4 separate regions of the Mus musculus genome follow, and regions 2, 3 and 4 are each linked to region 1. Evidence: chromatin contacts called from public Hi-C, Micro-C and promoter capture Hi-C data. All regions are on one chromosome and are shown on one strand. Each heading gives the region's core, a stretch centred on a gene start, on an enhancer-like site or on the middle of the called end of the contact. The rest is flanking DNA. Distances are from core to core; before and after follow the strand shown.

The links. Promoter capture Hi-C pulls out the DNA fragments that hold promoters and counts their contacts. A called contact is a pair of places that touch in the nucleus more often than the background predicts.
Region 2: a contact with region 1 is called in a Micro-C map of embryonic stem cells, with 3 times the contacts expected there. The contact joins the promoter of B4galt1 here to the promoter of Ube2r2 in region 1. A contact is called at or near these places in 9 of 39 promoter capture datasets (cranial neural crest, embryonic stem cells, erythroid cells and 6 more), 6 of 484 Hi-C or Micro-C datasets (CD4 T cells, embryonic fibroblasts, embryonic stem cells and 2 more) and 3 of 115 datasets of contacts at active chromatin or transcription factors (the SCID.adh cell line, bone marrow-derived macrophages and pancreatic cancer cells).
Region 3: a Hi-C map of neutrophils shows a contact between it and region 1, with 6 times the contacts expected there. The contact joins the promoter of Dnaic1 here to the promoter of Ube2r2 in region 1. A contact is called at or near these places in 5 of 39 promoter capture datasets (cranial neural crest, frontonasal cranial neural crest, hippocampal neurons and 2 more), 2 of 484 Hi-C or Micro-C datasets (CD8 T cells and neutrophils), 1 of 115 datasets of contacts at active chromatin or transcription factors (extraembryonic endoderm stem cells) and 2 of 9 other capture datasets (adipose tissue and liver).
Region 4: a promoter capture Hi-C map of the HPC-7 cell line shows a contact between it and region 1. The contact joins the enhancer-like site here to the promoter of Ube2r2 in region 1. A contact is called at or near these places in 1 of 39 promoter capture datasets (the HPC-7 cell line), 3 of 115 datasets of contacts at active chromatin or transcription factors (effector CD8 T cells, embryonic stem cells and pancreatic cancer cells) and 2 of 9 other capture datasets (adipose tissue and liver).

The regions. Positions count from the first base shown.
Region 1 is chr4:41,134,546-41,137,288 of GRCm38.p6, reverse strand. It overlaps Ube2r2 (ubiquitin-conjugating enzyme E2R 2), which reads right to left and starts at 1,268. Exons shown (of 5, transcript NM_026275.4): 1 at 1,043-1,268. The coding sequence starts at 1,219.
Region 2 is chr4:40,852,710-40,855,426 of GRCm38.p6, reverse strand. B4galt1 (UDP-Gal:betaGlcNAc beta 1,4- galactosyltransferase, polypeptide 1) reads left to right here and starts at 1,443. Exons shown (of 6, transcript NM_022305.5): 1 at 1,443-2,036. The coding sequence starts at 1,622.
Region 3 is chr4:41,568,487-41,571,479 of GRCm38.p6, reverse strand. Dnaic1 (dynein, axonemal, intermediate chain 1) reads right to left here and starts at 1,686. Exons shown (of 20, transcript NM_175138.4): 1 at 1,462-1,686. The coding sequence starts at 1,488. Fam219a (family with sequence similarity 219, member A) reads left to right here and starts at 1,942. Exons shown (of 6, transcript NM_001159583.2): 1 at 1,942-2,303. The coding sequence starts at 2,244.
Region 4 is chr4:40,821,952-40,824,651 of GRCm38.p6, reverse strand. B4galt1 (UDP-Gal:betaGlcNAc beta 1,4- galactosyltransferase, polypeptide 1) reads left to right here. Exons shown (of 6, transcript NM_022305.5): 2 at 978-1,213. Among named protein-coding and RNA genes, the nearest start is that of Mir5123, 27 kb to the left of the region's middle. Within about 2 kb of position 1,326, at least 80 of the 459 cell types and tissues checked have an H3K27ac peak or open chromatin away from gene starts, as enhancers often do. A contact at or near this core is called in the HPC-7 cell line, effector CD8 T cells and liver, where this site is marked.

The DNA.
Region 1 (2,743 bases), core at 19-2,518:
GATTCTACCCTCCAAATAAACTGCTTCAGTCAAATCAAGACAAAACAAAACAAAACAAAACAAAAACAGTATCTCCAAGTACTGAACTCAGAAATAATTAATGGAAACAATGTCTATATAGTGGCAGCCTAAGGAAACACTCCACCATGAGAAAGCCTATCACCTCGGATGCAGCTCATCTGTGGGACGACCCCATTTGTTGGAGCTAACCACCTAAGCAAAAGCTTTTAATCTTGTCTCTCGAAAGTGGGAAACTATCAATCTGCCTGACGCGTTCCACCCTTTGTGGATGTTTGTACATGGAGTGTGTGGGGGGGGGGGGGGGGGTGCTAGTAAACTTGGTAGGAAAGGACAAAGGGCATTTTGGAAGCAGCAGAGACTGACTATAAAGTAAATGGAAAACGAGGACAGAAAGAGGACTAAATTAAAGTCCCCTCGAGTGGATGAACAACAAGACAACGGCCAGCACACCACCCTCCCTTTTTTGGCCACCCCCATGGTCCTCTTCCTTATTACCACCTACTGTAATCAAAAGTTGGACTACCACTACCCAAGACCAACAAATCCTCCAAATGTCAGGGCACTAGCAACACGGGCAATGACAGGCTAATATTCCTCCCCCACACCCCCCTAAAAAAGAGAAAAGTCCAATCCAGTAAGTGCAGGTCACCCTGCCCTCTGGGGCAGTTCCAGCCTGCGCAGAGAAGGCTCAGATGGGTCCGAGAAAGAGAAGCTAGACCATCCCTATTTCCACACACCCCTCAGCTGGAGAAACAAAACAAAGGCAGCCCTCCTTCCCGATAGCCACTACCCCAGCCAAAGAGGCTTTTCCTATTTCCCGGTGCAGTCTGGCCTCCCGCCCCCGCCCCATGACAAAGAAAAGGCACTTGGTGAGCAAGGCCTTCCTGCCTCTACGGATGGGGGAGGGGGCTGCGAGGTGAGGAGCCCCCACCCCCCACCCCCGGCTCCCCCGAGCTCACGCTCCCCGCCAGCGGCGGAAAGCCGAGACCGGGGAAGCTGGGCCGAGAAAGGGTGGCGGTACCTTGAAGTAGCCGCCTTCGTAGAGGGTGTTAGGGGGTCCGAAGATGGCCACCTCCCAGTTGTAGAGGTCGGACTCATCCACCAGGGTGATCCGGAAGCCCTCCACCGGTTCCTCCTGCAGGGATTTCAGCTCAAGCATCAGGGCTTTCTGCGAGCTGGTCATCTGCTGCTGGGCCATCGCGGCGGCGGCGGCCGTGCGGGGCCGCGGCCCCAGTCCTCGCGCACCGGCCGGGCCGGACCAGGCCCCTCCCCTCCGCTCGCCCTCGGGCCGGGCCGGGCCCCTGTCTGTCCTCACACGCCTGGCGGGGCCGGACCAGGCCCCAGACGGCCCGCGGGCCCGCCCGGGGTCCTCCTCACTCACGACTCGGGCCGGCCCGGGCCCTCCTCACACTCGGGCCGGGCGGGGGCGGGCCTAAGGGAGTTGGGGGAATCCGCTCCGGGCTCCGGGCCTCCCCCCCCCGGAGGGGGCCTCTACTTATGGGGGGGGGAGTGGAGGTGGAAGCGAAGGAAGGCGGCGGAGGGCAGACGATGGTGAAGACAGGGGTGGGGGGGCCGAGGCGGCCCGGGATCGCCGTGCTCGCTCGCCCTCTCGTTCTCCGCGGGGGCCGGAGGGGCGCACGAGGGAGGGCGCGCCGTGCGCTGGGGTCTCGGGACGGCGGCGGCGGCGGCTGCGCGGGGGGAGGGGCGGAGGAGGAGAGCGAGAGCGCCTCGCGCCGCGGGAGCAACAGAGCAGAGAAGGAGGGAGGGAGGGAGGGAGGGAGAGGAGGAGGGGCGCGCGCCGGGAGGGGGGCGGCTCGCGGCGACAGCGGCCCGGTGCGCGTGCGCGCGCCCCTCCCTCCCTCCTTCCCTCCCCCCCCCCCCGCCCTCCTCGCTGTGCTCTGCTCTACTCTGCTCCTGCCTGCTCGCTTCTCCACTCCCCCCTCCAACCCCCACCCCCAACCCCGGCCAGGCCCCACGGTGGCTGCGCTTTGTGACGCTTGCGCGTGTCCCCCACCCTTAAAGAGCCAAGCGGAGGTGGGGATCAAGGGCGGGTCGCAGAGGATTACTTTGGGCCCTAAGTGACGGTTGTGCGGCTGGACGCCGCGGTTCCAGAGGCGTGTCCCGGAAGGAACCTCAGCTCCTAAGGCTCTCAGCACTAGCGCCCAGTGTGTCCCCTGGCCTCCGCAACCTTCCTGTGAGGAGCCCTGGTCCTCCGCATGCACCCCTCGGTGACACCCAGGCTGTGGTCCTTACACTTAGTAGTGCTTCAGTAGGTTGTGTCTCCCACCTCAGGGGAGGCAGTCTCCCAAAGGAAAGCTAGAGAAAAGCAGGCAAGCTCCCGCTTCCTTTTACCGAGAGTAAGTAGTAGGTTGTGTAGAAAGCGGAGAGAACTAATGTTGAGCCCGATTACGGGGCTTCCATGAGATTTGGGGAAGAGCGCTGGCTATAACTTAGTCTACTTCTTTGCAAAATATTGATGTTGGCCTAGTGTGGCCTTGGAAGGGGACAAAAGCAAAATGATCAGTGTGAGGCCAACCTGGTCTACTTAAGTAGTTCCTTACCAGTCAGTACTACATAATGAGACCCTCTCTCTAAAAACAGACGGCTGCGGTGGAGCTTTTTAACTCTACGGATCTACCTGGCCGTGGCGTGGCTAGGGAGACACAGTCTTCAGTTCCTGGATTAGAATACTCTAGGATTGTTTGCTATAATGGTGGCACAT
Region 2 (2,717 bases), core at 194-2,693, 280 kb after region 1:
CAGAAATGCACCTGCCTCCCAAGTGGTTTTTTTTTTTTTAAATACTTTCTATGATTGCAACCAAATGTCACTCAGCCTGCTTTCTCATCGATGAATCGGAGACAGTTAACAACCCCTATTACATGGCATATATTGGTTAACAACAAACTCTCCAAACATAGGAGTAGCTAGAATTAGCATTCCCCATCTTAAGGTTCTCATCACATTCAAGGATAAATGGGTCTGAGGCCTCGGGGTCAAGACTTCAAGTGCTTAAATCTTCCAGCTTCCACTTTCAGATCAACAAGGTTAGGTAAAGGAACGCGCAGTGACAAAGTTTTTAGGAGCCCTGAGTTCCACAGCTTATCAGCTGTGAGATTTTACAGGCCATTCATTCTTATTCACTCCAAGGCACTGAAATCTTTGTTTACTACATAGTCTGGGCTGGCTCCAAACTCTGGCTCTTCCTGTCTCCGCAACCAGAGTCTGGGATTACAGGTGTTCACGACCGCGCCTAGATTCCAGTATTCTGTTAAATGGGGACTGTGTTCCAGCGCTGTGTACAACGGGCTGTTCTGTACGCAGGCTTAGGAATTAATGCAGTTTTCTGCCAGTCTCATCCCAACAAGCATGTGTCATCTCCATGTGGCATGCACTAGAGGCCATGTTGCACCTAGAACCAAGTTGGGCAGGTTCCTGAGGTTTCCCAATCCTGCAAACACTTATGTGGGAGTAAGAGTAGAGCAAGATGGTCACTTCCCTAGCAGGACTCAATAAGCAGCTCCTCCACTTTAGCCCCCTCACAGGCAGGCGGACCCAGCTAGGGTAAGTGGATCTTTGGAACGCCCCAGAGAATCCGTCCGCTGGCCTCGCGGGACGTCGAAGCCGGTTTCCTAGACGACCTTTCTCCACTCCATTTTCTCACTATCCCAAGGCTACCGCCTGTCCTCTTGTCCTCACTAGCTGCTGTCCCAGGCCCATACCCGAGTCACTGGGTACGTCAGGAAGTGGTGAGCAGCTCGTTGAACAAGAAGCTGGTTTAGAGAGACTTAAGCTCCACGGTGAACGCTAGGAAGAAAAGCTGAGCGCCGCTGGGTATGGGATGCCCGCTCAACCCAAGGCTGCGGTGGGGCTGGCGGAGCGCCACGTTTAGTCCCCAAGTGTCGCGACGCCCTGCAACCCAACCTCCCGAGGGCCCGCCCCTTAGTGCCTGCCCCCCAAGCTCCGCCCTCCCTTAGCTGCCAGAAAAACCCGGCTGAAGGTTCCGCCCCTCAGTCCCCTCTCCGAGCCTTGTCCCTCATGCCCCGCCCCTCTCGAAAAAGACCCGCTTTGCGGCCCCACCCCTTAGACTCCGCCCCCCCAGGTTCCGCGAACAGCCTTCCGAAACCCGGTTGAGGCCCCGCCCTAGGTCGAGACCACGCCCCCTGCTCATCCGCGCTTGTGGTTCCCGCTGATCTCTCCAAAGTCCCGCGGCCAGGGGTGTCGGCTTTCCGCCGCAGGCGGCCGGTGCTGCGCTAGGTCCTAGCCCCCTCCCCCCGGCCCCTCCTTCGATCGCTGTGGTCGGGTAGCGCCTGGCGGGCGGCCTGCGGGCGGGCCGTCCTCTCAGCCGTAGCCCACCCCCTCTTAAAGCCGCGGCGGGAAGATGAGGTTTCGTGAGCAGTTCCTGGGCGGCAGCGCCGCGATGCCGGGCGCGACCCTGCAGCGGGCCTGCCGCCTGCTCGTGGCCGTCTGCGCGCTGCACCTCGGCGTCACCCTCGTCTATTACCTCTCTGGCCGCGATCTGAGCCGCCTGCCCCAGTTGGTCGGAGTCTCCTCTACACTGCAGGGCGGCACGAACGGCGCCGCAGCCAGCAAGCAGCCCCCAGGAGAGCAGCGGCCGCGGGGTGCGCGGCCGCCGCCTCCTTTAGGCGTCTCCCCGAAGCCTCGCCCGGGTCTCGACTCCAGCCCTGGTGCAGCTTCTGGCCCCGGCTTGAAGAGCAACTTGTCTTCGTTGCCAGTGCCCACCACCACTGGACTGTTGTCGCTGCCAGCTTGCCCTGAGGAGTCCCCGCTGCTCGGTAAGACCCAGGATCTGAGGACGTGGACTCCTCGGATTTCCTCAGTAGGGTTCCAGGGATATTATCCTAAGATCTCTTTCAGGACTGCCAGCCACCAGGTTTTGATCAGAGTGCATAATCCCCAAGAAGGGCTTAATCCTCTTTGGGATGACCCAAAGAGAGGTTGGCTGGTGTCTCAAGAGGCAGGGGCCCTGTTGGGAAACCCCCAGGCTCTTACCCCAGCACCAGACAAGGCCCTGGAGACACCCTTGTTCTGGCCCAGGACTCAGGAAGTTTGAAGTTGGGGTCAGTTTAGAGTAGACTGAAAAGGCTGCTCTGCAACCTTCCCTACCTATAGTAGCAACACCGGCAACCTTCAACCTTCTGAGGACAAGACCGACAGTGAGAAAACCACCTCCCCTCCCCACCACCCTCCACTCCGCCTTAGAACAAGCCACTTAACTTTCTCTTTAAGGTTTCTTTCTGGTAAATGGAGATAATAAACCACACGTATTTTGGAGTTGTTTTGAAGAAGTAAATGAAACATTGTAACTAAGAGTTTAAAGAATGAGGATGAACTCTTAGAAAGTTGCTACAATTGTGGGATTTCCTCCTGTTTGTAGGTGCTGAACCAAGGGGCCTTCTGTCTCCCACCCCAAGTTCCTCCTCCTGATGCTTCCTCTTAACCAAACTGAGCAGGGC
Region 3 (2,993 bases), core at 437-2,936, 430 kb before region 1:
TACCCCTTCCCTCCAGCAGATGTGCCGGGCCCATTGGCCTAGGTTTTCTCGCCTTCCTCTCTGTTGTCACCTCTTTCTGCTTTCAATGTAGCTGTCACTGGTGTTTCGCCTGAGGAGACTGGAGAAACTCATTCTGTTTAAACTATAACCTGCCAGGAAAGCAAATCATCTGTGGTGAGAGAAAGCAGACCAGTGCTGAGGGGGCAGGAGGGAGGGAGACCTCAACTGGACTAAGGCACAGGGAATTTCTTGTAATTGAGGACATATTCTATGTTTTCATTGTATTCGCATAACAATTCTATCAAAACCTGAAGCATACAAAAGGGTCTGTTTTATTATATCTAACTAGCTTGACCTTGGTAATGTCAACTTAAAACAAACTGCCTATAAATTAAGGGTCTGCTGCCTTGAGCACAGAACAAGAGTTTCAAATCACAATTCCGCCTCAACATAAAACCAGGGCATGACCAATAAATACAAGGAGAGACAGCCTCTCAATGCCTACAGAGCTCTAAGACTGATCGGTTCTTCAGCTGTAGATGACACGTGTCAAAGAAGCAGAAGGCACAAAGTTGATATACAAGAACCTCTACCAAAATATGTGAAGTCTTAGATATCATGGGCACAGATTTGCTCTCCAAACCTCAATATACCTAGGCTTAAGTATAGAAAAGCATTTTGTTTGTTTGTTTGTTTGTTTGTTTGTTTTTAAAGTAGATGCTCTGCTAGACGTTAGGAAATAAAAGCAATTTCTATAGGACAGAAAGAGTCATTCTTTTATATCGCAGAATGCTCCTTGAGAACCTGAGACTAGCTTATCATGTGTGGTGATTTGGGGAGTAATTCAACTCTCCTGTGAGAAGGGATAACATATTGCCAGGTGACAGAAACATAACGTTCACAAGGCTAAGTGAATGAGGGTCTTATAAGAAGGAAACTTGTGTTGGAGGGCAGGGAACATGGTTAGAAAAAGGGTCTTTTTTTCTTCCTCTCTGACTTCTTGCTCCAAATTCCTGCACACGATCTGTTCTATTCCGTGTCTCCTGTGCAGTTCTCATGCCCCCTCTCTGAGTTCCCACATGGCAAATGTCCCCACTTACTTAGCTCTGCAGTGACCATGCTGCAGTGTTGAATAAAAAAATCCACTGGGACAAGAATGAGAGGGGAATGAGGAAGGGACTCAGTGGAGTGTTGGGAGATTAAGGGCGAAGACAAGACAAGATGGGTCTGTGAAGAGATGGAAGTAATAAGAAAAAACCAGATTCGGTTAAAAGTAAAATGACTGTGGGTTCAGGAAAATTTGGGAGAGGAGGGCAGGATTTGTGAGAAAGAACAGGAGAATCAGGTCAGTGGGAACACAAACCAGGAGTCACAAGAAAGAGAGGTTGGAGGTCAACAGGAAATAACTGGCGGTTAAGGTCAGAGGTCTTCAGAAGACAGCAGGCCACAGTAAGACATTACCTGCTTACGAATCTGTTTCGAGGGCATTGCCGCAAGAATAGAAAGCACCTCACACCCTGAAAAACCTACAAAACGCTTCCTCTCCTGGGGAGTAGTTTCTCCTTCTTGACCACACACAGGAAGTGCAGACTCTCTTCCACTTCAATTCCCAGTCACCAGGGTTCTTCGGGGACAGCTGACGTTGTGGGTCCTCGCGCCCTTGTAGAACAGCATCAGCTCCTCCCTGACGCGGTTACCCAGCAACCGACAGGCACCGGGTGCGCAGGCGCACCTAGCGCCCCCTCCGGACACGGGGAGGAGGCGGAACTTGGGCGCGCAGGGATCCTCTGGCCCCGCTAAGCCCCGCCTCCGCAGAGAAAGATAAGTCCGCCCTCCGCGCAAGGAGCTCCCGCAAGTGGGAAGGGCTGGGGCACCCAGACACCGCCTTCTCATGAATAATGCAGGATCCGGGCGGTGTCCCGGACCCGGAAGTGGAGTTGCAGAGTCACCGCAGTGGCTGAGCTGCTGACAGGAGGCGGCGGCGGAGGAGGAGGCGAGGCAAGACCTGCGGCTCCGCGGGGCTACTGCCGCGGTAGCTCTAGGCAACCCCACGGAGCTACGCCGGTCTCAGTCATCCCGCGAGCCTCTCGCCGCCTATCCATCCTTCCATCCGCCTATCCGCCCGACCGGTCCAGGGCGGCCTAGTCTGCATAATCTGCCGGGCTTCTGGGGCCGCCGCCCCGCGCGGTCCCATCGGCGTCCCTGGCCGCGCCCGGCCCCTGGCCCGCTCGCCCGCCGGCACCATGATGGAGGAGATCGACCGGTTCCAGGTGCCCACCGCGCACTCGGAGATGCAGCCGCTGGTGAGGGGGCGGGCGGCGGAGAGGCCAGGGCCGGGAGGGGCGCCGCTGGAGGGGAGGGAAGGAACTAGGCCGTGGGGATTGTGCGAGGGGGCGCCATCTGATAAGGTAGAGGGAGTCCTGAAAACGCTTTGCCGGGGGAGGGAGATTTGCAGAGCGAGAAAACCGTGGGAGATTACCAGCGGTGCGAGCGAAGGACCTGAAAGGGCGGAGGGCACGGTCAGCAGATGCAGAACGCCGTCGGATAGGACCAAGGGAGGCACTCTAGTGCACACCTCTAGTGGAGGGCAATTTAGGAGGATGTCACAGAGCATCTTTGGCAGCAAGCCCGGGGGGTCGGATGAGAAAGGCGTTTAGCTCCCCGAGGCCTGTGATGCTCAGGGCGAGGGAGGAGGCCAGCAGATCAGTCTAAGGAGGAAAGGAAATAGGCCTTTAGAAAAGGAGAGGCCTGCCCGCCGGTCCTTTAGATAAATATAGCAAAGCTGAGCAGGAACCAGGCCTTGATGGGGGCAGAGGTTCATTGCAGAACCTGGGAATTTCCTTCCTCTCGAGAGAGGAGCCCCATTTCGATCTGGGGGCATCGGGAAGGGGAAGAGTTTGCGGTGGCGAGATGGAGACTCAAGGGTGTCCATGGGAAGGTATCTCCAGGATAAGAGGTGGAGCTGTGCTGAAGTGGGCCGTGCCGACCGGTTC
Region 4 (2,700 bases), core at 77-2,576, 310 kb after region 1:
TTCCCCAAATGACAACATCAGTTCAGCGATGATATAGTTAGGCAGTGGTGAGGTAGAGAACTTTGAGGGGCTTCTTGGCCGCACAGTTTTTTCAGTGCCCTTGTGTGCGTTCCAGAAGCAGGATTTAATCTGCGCGGCTCCCATCCTGACTTGTCCTGAGCATAGTTTTTCTACGGAGCATCTTGCTGGGACTCATGTTTCTGGAACCTATATTGAAGATGTCCAGGGAGCATAGAGTATTGTGAGCCTGGGCTTGCAATCTTGGGTCTCTGCCTGGACCACTTTGTGCATTCCACAGGGTCTTTTCTTCCCTCTGTCCCTGACCATGTCAGAATCTGCTGTCCCTGAGTCTTTTGAGCCAACCACTTTCTTACTGACCCATTTCTCTGACTTCTTCTTCCTGGACAGGAACTCTGGAGCCATCCTAGCCTCAATTCATACCGATACTTTATTGGCCACTATTTCTAAGCTTTTTTTTTCTTCTTTAGATCTTTCTAGCTTGTTCTTTTTGTGTCCCCTCCTTTTCCTCTGGGATCTTATGACCGCCAGCCTTCTCTTTTGAGTCCCTTTTATTCCCCCCCCCCCCTGCTGTCTTCATTTTGAATCTGATTTCCTCTACGGTGATTCGCCCACACCACACCTGCTCCTTCCCTTTCCCCAGTTAGATCAGGTTTAGAAAGAGCCGTGGTAGTCGTATGTCTAAAACCACACTGATGGCAGGTGGCAGAGCTCGGGATTTTCTGAGAAAGTGTTTTCTCATCTGTGCTCACCGGTCTGTACCGCAGTACCCCAGCTCTGGGAGTTTCCTGAAGTGACTGATCACACTAGGGCTGGGCATGAATGCCTTTTCTACATCACCCTGTGTCACCCTTCTTCCAGGAGGAACTGTCCCCTCTGTAGCTGTGGTCTGGTCAGCTAATGCAGTCTGCGGCAGAGAGGCCCTGTGGCTGGCTAACTTCTTCCTTCCCCCTCTCTAGTTGGCCCCATGCTGATTGACTTTAATATTGCTGTGGATCTGGAGCTTTTGGCAAAGAAGAACCCAGAGATAAAGACGGGCGGCCGTTACTCCCCCAAGGACTGTGTCTCTCCTCACAAGGTGGCCATCATCATCCCATTCCGTAACCGGCAGGAGCATCTCAAATACTGGCTGTATTATTTGCATCCCATCCTTCAGCGCCAGCAACTCGACTATGGCATCTACGTCATCAATCAGGTGAGGTTTGGGAAGTGGGACAAGGGAGGTAGAACGCAGGCACACAAGTGTGTGCTCAGTGAGCGCCGAGGGAAGGGAGTGATCTCGGTCTACAAGGATGTGTCAACTCTGTCACTGTTGCTGTCCTTTAAACAGTGCAGCGAGCTAAGTGCCAAGCGGTATGCTCGCTTGTTGATATAGCTCTGTTAGCCAAGAGAAATAGATACGGTGTGCTTGGCCTTTTAAAAGTAAACTTCCAGCAAAAATGAAAGAAAAAGATATCTCCAATGATCGCAAAGTAAAACACTGATTATTTACCATTTTTAGGCTACTCTAGCTTTCTTCCTACTCCTCCTCCTCTTCTGCTGCTACTACTACTACTACTACTACTAATAATAATAATAATAATAATAATTCCAAAACAATCCATTTTTGTTTCAGATTTTTTTTGGCAACTTTGAAATTTATCCAGCTGGGTGGTCAGTATCATTCTTCAGGGACCATCCATAAGAGACCATGTATGTCTCTACAGCCAGCCATGGGTGAGAAGTCTGGGGGAGTCCTATTCTAGAGCCTCAGAGAGTGATATGGACTAGGCTGAGTTTCCTGCTGTACCTCAGATTGTGTGTGTCAGGCTCTCATCTGCTTAGGATACAAGCTGAAAACTTAGCCAGCCTCTATCACCACAACCCAGATTCAAATAGATCTAAAGCGTTTTAAAGGTTCTTTTGAGGCAGGGTCTCACTGTGTAGCCCTGGCTGTCCTGGAGCTCACTTTGTAGACTGGGCTGGCTCAGTCTCACCGAGCTCTGCACCTGCCTCTGCCTCCTGAGTGCTGGGATTAAAGGTGTGCACCTCTGCCACCTGGCTCACAGGCTATTTTAAATTGTAAACAAACTGCTTTGTAGCAAAGTCTTCATCTACCTAGTGTGGGCTGGAAGCTTCAAGGTGGCGGCATCTTACACTTCTTTAAACATCCCTGTAGCAACTGAGGCAGCCCTCAGATATCCTAGCTTCCCTAATGCAACATAAAGCCCCCTGACTTTGATAGAAGCAAAAAAAAAGGGGGGGCTCAAAATGTATGTTGAAGTAAAGGGGCAGTCTTTCCAAAAACACATTTTAATGAAACTTGGCACCTAGGCAGGTAAGTCAGACTCATCAACACACCTAGATTACAGAATATACATGAATTTCAGTATTGGGGACAAACTTGAAAAACCAAAGTTATATTCATGGGGAAAACAGTTGTGCTCATTAAGCATACTGAAGAAAAGTAATGTTTTTCGTTTTTTACTTAATTTCTTTAATATTTTTAAGTTCTTGGTGCATGCCTTTAATCCCAGGACTCTGGAGGCAGAGGCAAGTGCAGAGAATTTGAGGCCAGCCTGGTCTACAGATCGAGTTCCAGGACAGCCGGTACTACACAGTGAAACCCTGTCTCAAAAAACAAACAAAATGGTGTGATTGGATGGATGGTGACTGTTTAATGCTTTTGAAGCTCAGAGGAAG